2 separate regions of the Sus scrofa genome follow, and region 2 is linked to region 1. Evidence: chromatin contacts called from public HiChIP or PLAC-seq data. All regions are on one chromosome and are shown on one strand. The core of a region is the stretch at or near the end of the contact, and the rest is flanking DNA. Distances in the headings are between cores, read along the strand shown.

Evidence for each region. HiChIP or PLAC-seq counts read pairs in DNA pulled down with a chosen protein or histone mark.
Region 2: an H3K27ac HiChIP or PLAC-seq map of alveolar macrophages shows a contact between it and region 1. The contact joins the enhancer-like site here to the promoter of SPRYD4 in region 1. A contact is called at or near these places in 4 of 47 Hi-C or Micro-C datasets (blood, mesenteric adipose tissue, retroperitoneal adipose tissue and 1 more) and 2 of 2 datasets of contacts at active chromatin or transcription factors (alveolar macrophages and skeletal muscle).

What each region holds. Positions count from the first base shown.
Region 1 is chr5:21,802,602-21,805,817 of Sscrofa11.1, reverse strand. It overlaps SPRYD4 (SPRY domain-containing protein 4), which reads right to left and starts at 1,473. Exons shown (of 4, transcript XR_002344303.1): 1 at 1,319-1,473; 2 at 242-951. MIP (lens fiber major intrinsic protein) reads left to right here and starts at 854. Exons shown (of 6, transcript XM_021092895.1): 1 at 854-984.
Region 2 is chr5:21,690,993-21,694,364 of Sscrofa11.1, reverse strand. All of the region lies in intron 1 of CS (citrate synthase), which reads left to right. Among named protein-coding and RNA genes, the nearest start is that of CS, 7.9 kb to the left of the region's middle. Within about 2 kb of position 1,279, at least 35 of the 83 cell types and tissues checked have an H3K27ac peak or open chromatin away from gene starts, as enhancers often do. A contact at or near this core is called in alveolar macrophages, retroperitoneal adipose tissue, skeletal muscle and 1 more, where this site is marked.

The DNA.
Region 1 (3,216 bases), core at 224-2,723:
ACTGCACCACTCCTTCAGCCAGAGGTAGAAAGGATTTACTCTGGAGAGATTCCGTAGAGCCCCCAAAACAAGTTATGTGTGGGCAAAGGGAGGAAGAGGTAGCACAGTGATGAATAAATTCTAACAAAGCTGAAAGGTAAGACTCCAGGACTGAATACAGTCTGAGAAAGTACATTCATGGTAGCCTAGGAAATTGGCAGTAGTTTGGGGGAGGGGAGAGGGTGGCTGGCTGTATGCCTACCTTTCACAGGACGGGAAACAAAGACGACTGAGATATTGCACAGAGGACCTGTCACTGAACTAGTGACAGGTGGGAGCTGGTACTTGCTTGGGCCACAATTAAAAGGTTTCGGACACTTTTTGAGCAGGAGGCTGGCCAAGAGCATGATTAGGGACTTCAGTGATGGACATATTAGAGGCCTTCTGGTACCTCAAGCCCTGAGTGAGTCAGCAGTTCTCCATCCCAAAGGGCAAAGGCAGGCACCACTGGACCCCGGAAATCTGTCTGTAGTGTATGGACCACAGCAACCCGGTTCACATCCACCAGGCTCAGCTTCTGGGCCTCATACTCCAGCAGCAGCCCCACCTTCTCTGGCTGCCCAATGCCCTCAATAGGGGCCTTCTCGTTGGCCAACATGGTGTGCCACTTGCGCTGGGCATAGGTGAACACCCAGGAACGGTCGTCAACACCGATGCAGCTATCCCGGGACATGTCCACATCTGCCACTCCTATCCGGAATTGCTGTGAGCGCTTCACTGTCACCTCCCAGTAGTGTCTGCCACTGGTGATCGCTGTGTCTGCCAACACCACTGCCCACTCCCGGAAGCGCTCCACATTCAGGGCCAATTTTGTGGGCTCCAATCCCACCATGCCATATTTGACACCTGTGTCACTTTTGAAGAGGGCCAAGCTGCTGTGGGCTGTCTTTTCTTCCAGTTTGAAACTGACGCCTGCCGGGCAGAGAAGAGAAACGGGATAATGAGGTGAGCTAGAACTCTAGAGCTAGCGACATACACATATTCTGATCTGAAGCAGACAGTCATGAGATTACCAGGAAACGTGAATCAGAATTTCAAGCGAGAACGACAGTGGGGGCACTTTAGTATGGATAGCCCAAGAAGCCGAAAAGCTTGGACTGGGAAAGCCCTAGAATTTAAGGAAACCAGAGAAGGTCCCAAGTTTGGAATCTCAAGACCAACGCAGATGGGGGAGGGGAAACGAATCGAAGGGACTGGAGTTGTTTCTCTGAGCAGGCTCTAAGAATAACAGACCGAAACTACCTTGGAAGTGAAAGAGAATAAAAGGGGGTAATCCTACCTCTGCGGGTTTCCGCGGCAGCAATCCCTAACCTTTTGGCTCCCCAGCGGCACAGGCACAGTGGACGTGCAAAGGGCAGCGCCATCTTGCGCTCCGGATGAAGAGGACACGCCCCCCATCTGAGACCCTGCTTTCCTCCCGCGGGTTCCCATCACACGTTGCGCGCAAGGGGCGTCGCGCGGTGTGATGACGTAGGGGAGCCAGCGCCTGGCAGGGAGCCGCCATTTTAGTGAGTTCTGTTTGGTTTCACCCGTGCTTGGTCCAATTTATAAAGTTTTTCTGCAGAGAGGAAAGCTGCTCACGTTTTAACTAAATAGGATCTTTAGAAAAAGGATGTAGCAAAATGGCTAGACGTACAGATCTTAGAATTAAACAGTAATTAGGAGTTCCCGTCGTGGCTCAGTGGTTAACGAATCCGACTAGGAACCATTCAGTTGAGGGTTCGGTCCCTGCCCTTGCTCAGTGGGTCGACGATCCAGCGTTGCCGTGAGCTGTGGTGTAGGTCGCAGACGCGGCTCGGATCCCGCGTTGCTGTGGCTCTGGCGTAGGCTGGCAGCTACAGCTCCGATTCGACCCCTAGCCTGGGAACCTCCATATGCCGCGGGGAGCGGCCCAAGAAATGGCAAAAAGACAACAACAACAACAAAAAAGAATTAAGCAATAATTGGATTCGAACCCGGCTCCTCTGTTTGGCTTTGGGCAAATCAGTTAACTTCTCTAAGCCTTAATGGTTTCACTTGTAGAACAGAAAAATGTCTAGCCGTCAGGCCCTAGTAAAAATTAAACCAGAGAACAATCTAGGATACATCTTGACAAATAGCAACCACTGGGTAAGTGGTTGTACTAATAAATACTGAGTACTATAAATGTTGGTTTTGTGTTTTCAGCGCTGGCAATGGAAGGTTTAACAACAGAGAAATATCACTATTTTGGTTCAGAATGGAACTTAGGAGATGGGTGATTATGGCGGGCCTACATTTTTAACATTTTTATTTTCTTGATATTCTACATCCCTGCGTTTCAGACTGTTCACTTCAGGTGGGAGAGCCCCAGTTTCCTCAAGATCTCAACATTCTGCTGGCCAGCCCAATAAAATTTCCCTGCTTTAGCATTACAACCACCCATGCTGTGGATATGTCCCTTGCTCAGGCCACTGTTATCCTTGATATGAATTGGGGCTTTTTTGTTTTAAATGTAACCTGGGAGTTCCTGATGTTGTGCAGTGGTTAAGGATATGGATTGTCTCTGTGGCCCAGGTCCCTGCTGCAGATCCCTCCTCCAAGGAACTTCCATATGCTATGGTGCGGCCAAAAATAAAGCTAAATAAATGAATGAATGTAGTAGCTTATAAACTGGTCTCCAGTTTCCATCCGACTGCTTTAATCCAATGTCCACACTACAGAGTGATTTTATGTCACAAATCTGATGATGCACTCCTCTAACTAAAATCTTTCAATGTATCTGCACCAAATTTGCTGGCATTGTCATAAAGCTTTACATGATAGGACTGCTGCCTACCATCGTCTTTCTCACCAGAGTCCCTCTTTCAAAGGTCTGCAATCTAGTGGAGAGATAGATGAGAATATTGGCAGCTGCAATCTGATGCGATACAGGCAAAGGAGAATACATTACTCTAACATATGAGGGTGTGTTGGAGAGAGACTTCCCAGAAACCATAGCTATAGTTTGCAAAGCAAAAATGGTTAAGCAGGAGTTCCCATTGTGGCTCAGTAAGTTAGGGATCAGACTAGTGGAGTCCCTATTGTGGCTCAGTGGTTAACAAACCCTACTGGTATCTGTGAGTACTCCGGTTCAATCCCTTGCCTCGTCCAGTGGGTTAAGTTTCCAGTGTTGCTGTGAGCTGTAGTGTAGGTCGAAGACGCAGCTCAGATCCCGAG
Region 2 (3,372 bases), core at 30-2,529, 110 kb after region 1:
CCTCACCAAGCAGTGCAGGCAGACTTCCAGTATCACCATTGTGAAACAGATGATAAATGGCTTTAGTTGTCTGACCTGGTTCTGGGGAGAGAGGAGCCTTTGTCCTATGTGTGTTCTTTTTCCCTTAATGCAAGTTGTTTCTTCTGTGTTGGAAGTCTTTATAGCACAAGATTTTTCCTGCAGTTAGTTTGCTTCATCAACTAAGCCATTTCTGCTGGTTGGCAGGCTTTTAATTTTTTTTTTTTTTTTTTTTTTTTTGTCTTTTTAGGGCCTCACCCGAGGCATATGGAGGTCCCCAGGCTAGGGGTCTAATAGCTGTAGCCGCTAGCCTACACCACAGCGATAGCAACACCAGATCCAAGCCATGTCTGTGTGACCTACACCACAGCTCACAGCAACTCTGGATTCTTAACGCACTGAGCAAGGCCAAGGATCAAATCTGGGTTCTAATGGATACTAGTCAGATTCGTTTCCACTGAGCCTTGTTGAATGACAAGGGCTCTGTTAAAATCAGAAGCATCTCAGAGTTCCTGTCATGGCACAGCAGAAAGGAATCCGACTAGGAACCATGAGGTCGAGGGTGCTATTCCTGGCCTCGATCAGTGGGTTAAGGATCTAGCATTGCTCTGAGCTGTGGTATAGGTTGTAGATGCAGTTCGGATCCCAAGTTGCTGTGGTTTAGGCCAGCAGCTGTAGCTCCAATTCGACCCCTAGCCTGGGGACTTCCATATGCCACAGGTGCGGCCCTGAAAAGCAAAAAAAAAAAAAAAAAAAAAAATCAGGAGCATCTCCTACAGGTTTTTTTTTTAATTAATTTTTAAATTGAGGTATAGTTGATTTATAATATATTAGTTTAGCACTTTAAGATAGAGTGATTCCCTTGATTATATTTTTCCATCCAGCTTAGCTTATTGAGAGCTGCAGTTCACTTCTATCAATAATAGCAGACTCTCTAAAAGAGTTCTTATAAGGGGTGGCAGCATATAAGGTTTGAAAAAGCCCTGTGGTGATTGAGATACCCACACCCTATAGAGAATCCTGTGAGCCAGGCTCCTATCTTTGGAAGTATCTCTCTATCTCTGGCCATGAAGCAGCTGACCTATTGAGTAAGGTGTCTCTCCCCATTCACCTGACAGCCGCCCTTCCAGTAGGGTGACTGTCTTGTGGCAAGCAACCAGAAGCCAAATGCCCAGTTGCCACACCTCCAGGACTGGAGGAGGAGTTGGGAGGTGAAAGTTCAGGAATGACTCAGAGGTTTGTAATCCGCCTATTCCATCTGGGAGTGTAGCCTGAATGCATTGTACAAAGCCATTTAGCAGCTTGGCAGCCAGGGCATATTGAAATGAGGTATGTAGCATAGGGTGTGATCATCCCCTAACATCTGTCTAGAGTCACCTCCTGGTGGAGGTTGTGGTTAGTTAAATTTGTTTCTTCTCGCTGAGACTCAAGGAGGCCCTTGAGGAAATTGGGACTTTATTTCCAGTTCTGCAGTTAGAAGGAATTATCCATTCACCCTTTTGTCAGGCTTGACTGCCTTTTTCCTGGGATCTAACTCCTAGAGCGTTATGGCATTTGAGTAGTTAGGTAATAAGCCAACACATTTCTAAGAAACAAACATTATTGAACTCAGCTATACAGAAGGCACTGTTCTAGATGGTTTCTTGCAAATGATTTCATGTAGTCTACTTGTCTACCCTGAAATTGGTTTTTCAAAAACTTTTAGCCACACCTGCAGCATGTGAAAGTTAATGGGCCAGGGATCGAACCTGAGCCAGAGCAGTGGAAATGCCAGATCCATAATATGCTGCACCACAAGGGAACTCCTGAAATTGGCTTTATTTATTACCAATTTAGAGATGAGAAAACTGAAGCTAATTTTTTTTGGGGGGCCATGCCTGCGGCATGCAGAAGTTCCAGGGCCAGATTTGAACCTGCGCCACAATAGCAACCCAGGCCACAGCAGTGACGGTCCCAGGTCCTAAATCTACTGAGCCACAGATCTCCAGACCTAAAACTTGGAAGTTTTAGGTCACATAGCCATAGTAGCACAGCAGAGTAGTGGAAGAAGCAGGATTTAGGAATTGAACCTTGATAACGGCCACATCCCAGGCTCTTTGCCTTCTACCCTCTGTTCCCTTGCTTAATGCTTGAAACCATGGTGTGTCTCAAACTTTATTGTTCATAGGAATCACCCAGTGAGTTTATTAAACTGCAGATTTGGATTCAGTAGGTCTGAGGTGAGGCCCAAGATTCTGCATTTCTTTGGTTTTTCTTTTCCTTGTTAGGGTCGCATCTGCGGCATACGGAAGTTCCCAGGCTAGGGGTTGAGTCAGAGCTGCAACTGCTGGCCACAGCTCACAGCAACACCCAGTCCTTAACCCACTGATCAAGGCCAGGGATTGAACCCACATCCTCATGGATACTAGTCAGGTTCATTACCACTGAGCCACAATGGGAACTCCAGAACTCCAGCTTGTTGTTGGAACAAGCTCCAAGAATTGCTAATGTCGTTGGCTAAGCAATATTGGTATATTTCTTTTACTTTTAATTTTTATTTATTTATTTATTTATTTAGCTTTTTAGGGCTGCACCTGCGGGATATGGAGGTTCCCAGGCTAGGGGTCCAATCAGCTACAGCTGCCAGCGTATGCCACAGCAGTGCAGGCTCTGAGCCTTGTCTGTGACCTGTACCATAGCTCACAGCAGTGCCAAATCCTTAACCCACTGAGTGAGGCCAGGGATCCAACCCGCCACCTCATGGTTCCTGGTCAGATTTGCTTCTGCTGCACCACTACAGGAATTCCAATATTGGTATATTTTAATAATACTTTCATAGCAAGGCTTCTGAGTACCTTTACATATGTCCTTGTTGGAGTTTTAGAATCAGACTAAGTAGCTTGAGTGTTTTCCTAAATGTGGAGAGAGAAGGGGAAATGGTAGTTAGCTGTTTTGCTTGGATATTTCACTTATTTAGTAATGGGGCTGGGACTAAAACTAAAATTACCTTTCCTAATTCTGAGTCATGTGCTCTCTCTTCTCCATCATTAAATAAAATTGTCCTAACTTGAATTTTTCTTACTCTAGCCTTTCGAGTGGTCATATCAATGAATTGCTGCCTATAAAATCCTTCATATTTCTCAGGAGTTTACGTTGTGGCTCAGTGATAACAAACCCAGCTAGTATCCATGAGGACTTTGGTTCCATCCATGGCCTCACTCAGTGGATTAAGGATCCAGCGTTGCCATAAGCTGAGGTGTAGGTCACAGATGTGGCTCTCATCCTGAGTTGCTGTGGTATGGGCTGGCAGCTGTAGCTACAATTCGACCCCTAGCCTGGGAACTTCTGTATGCCACATGTGCAGCCCTTAAAAAG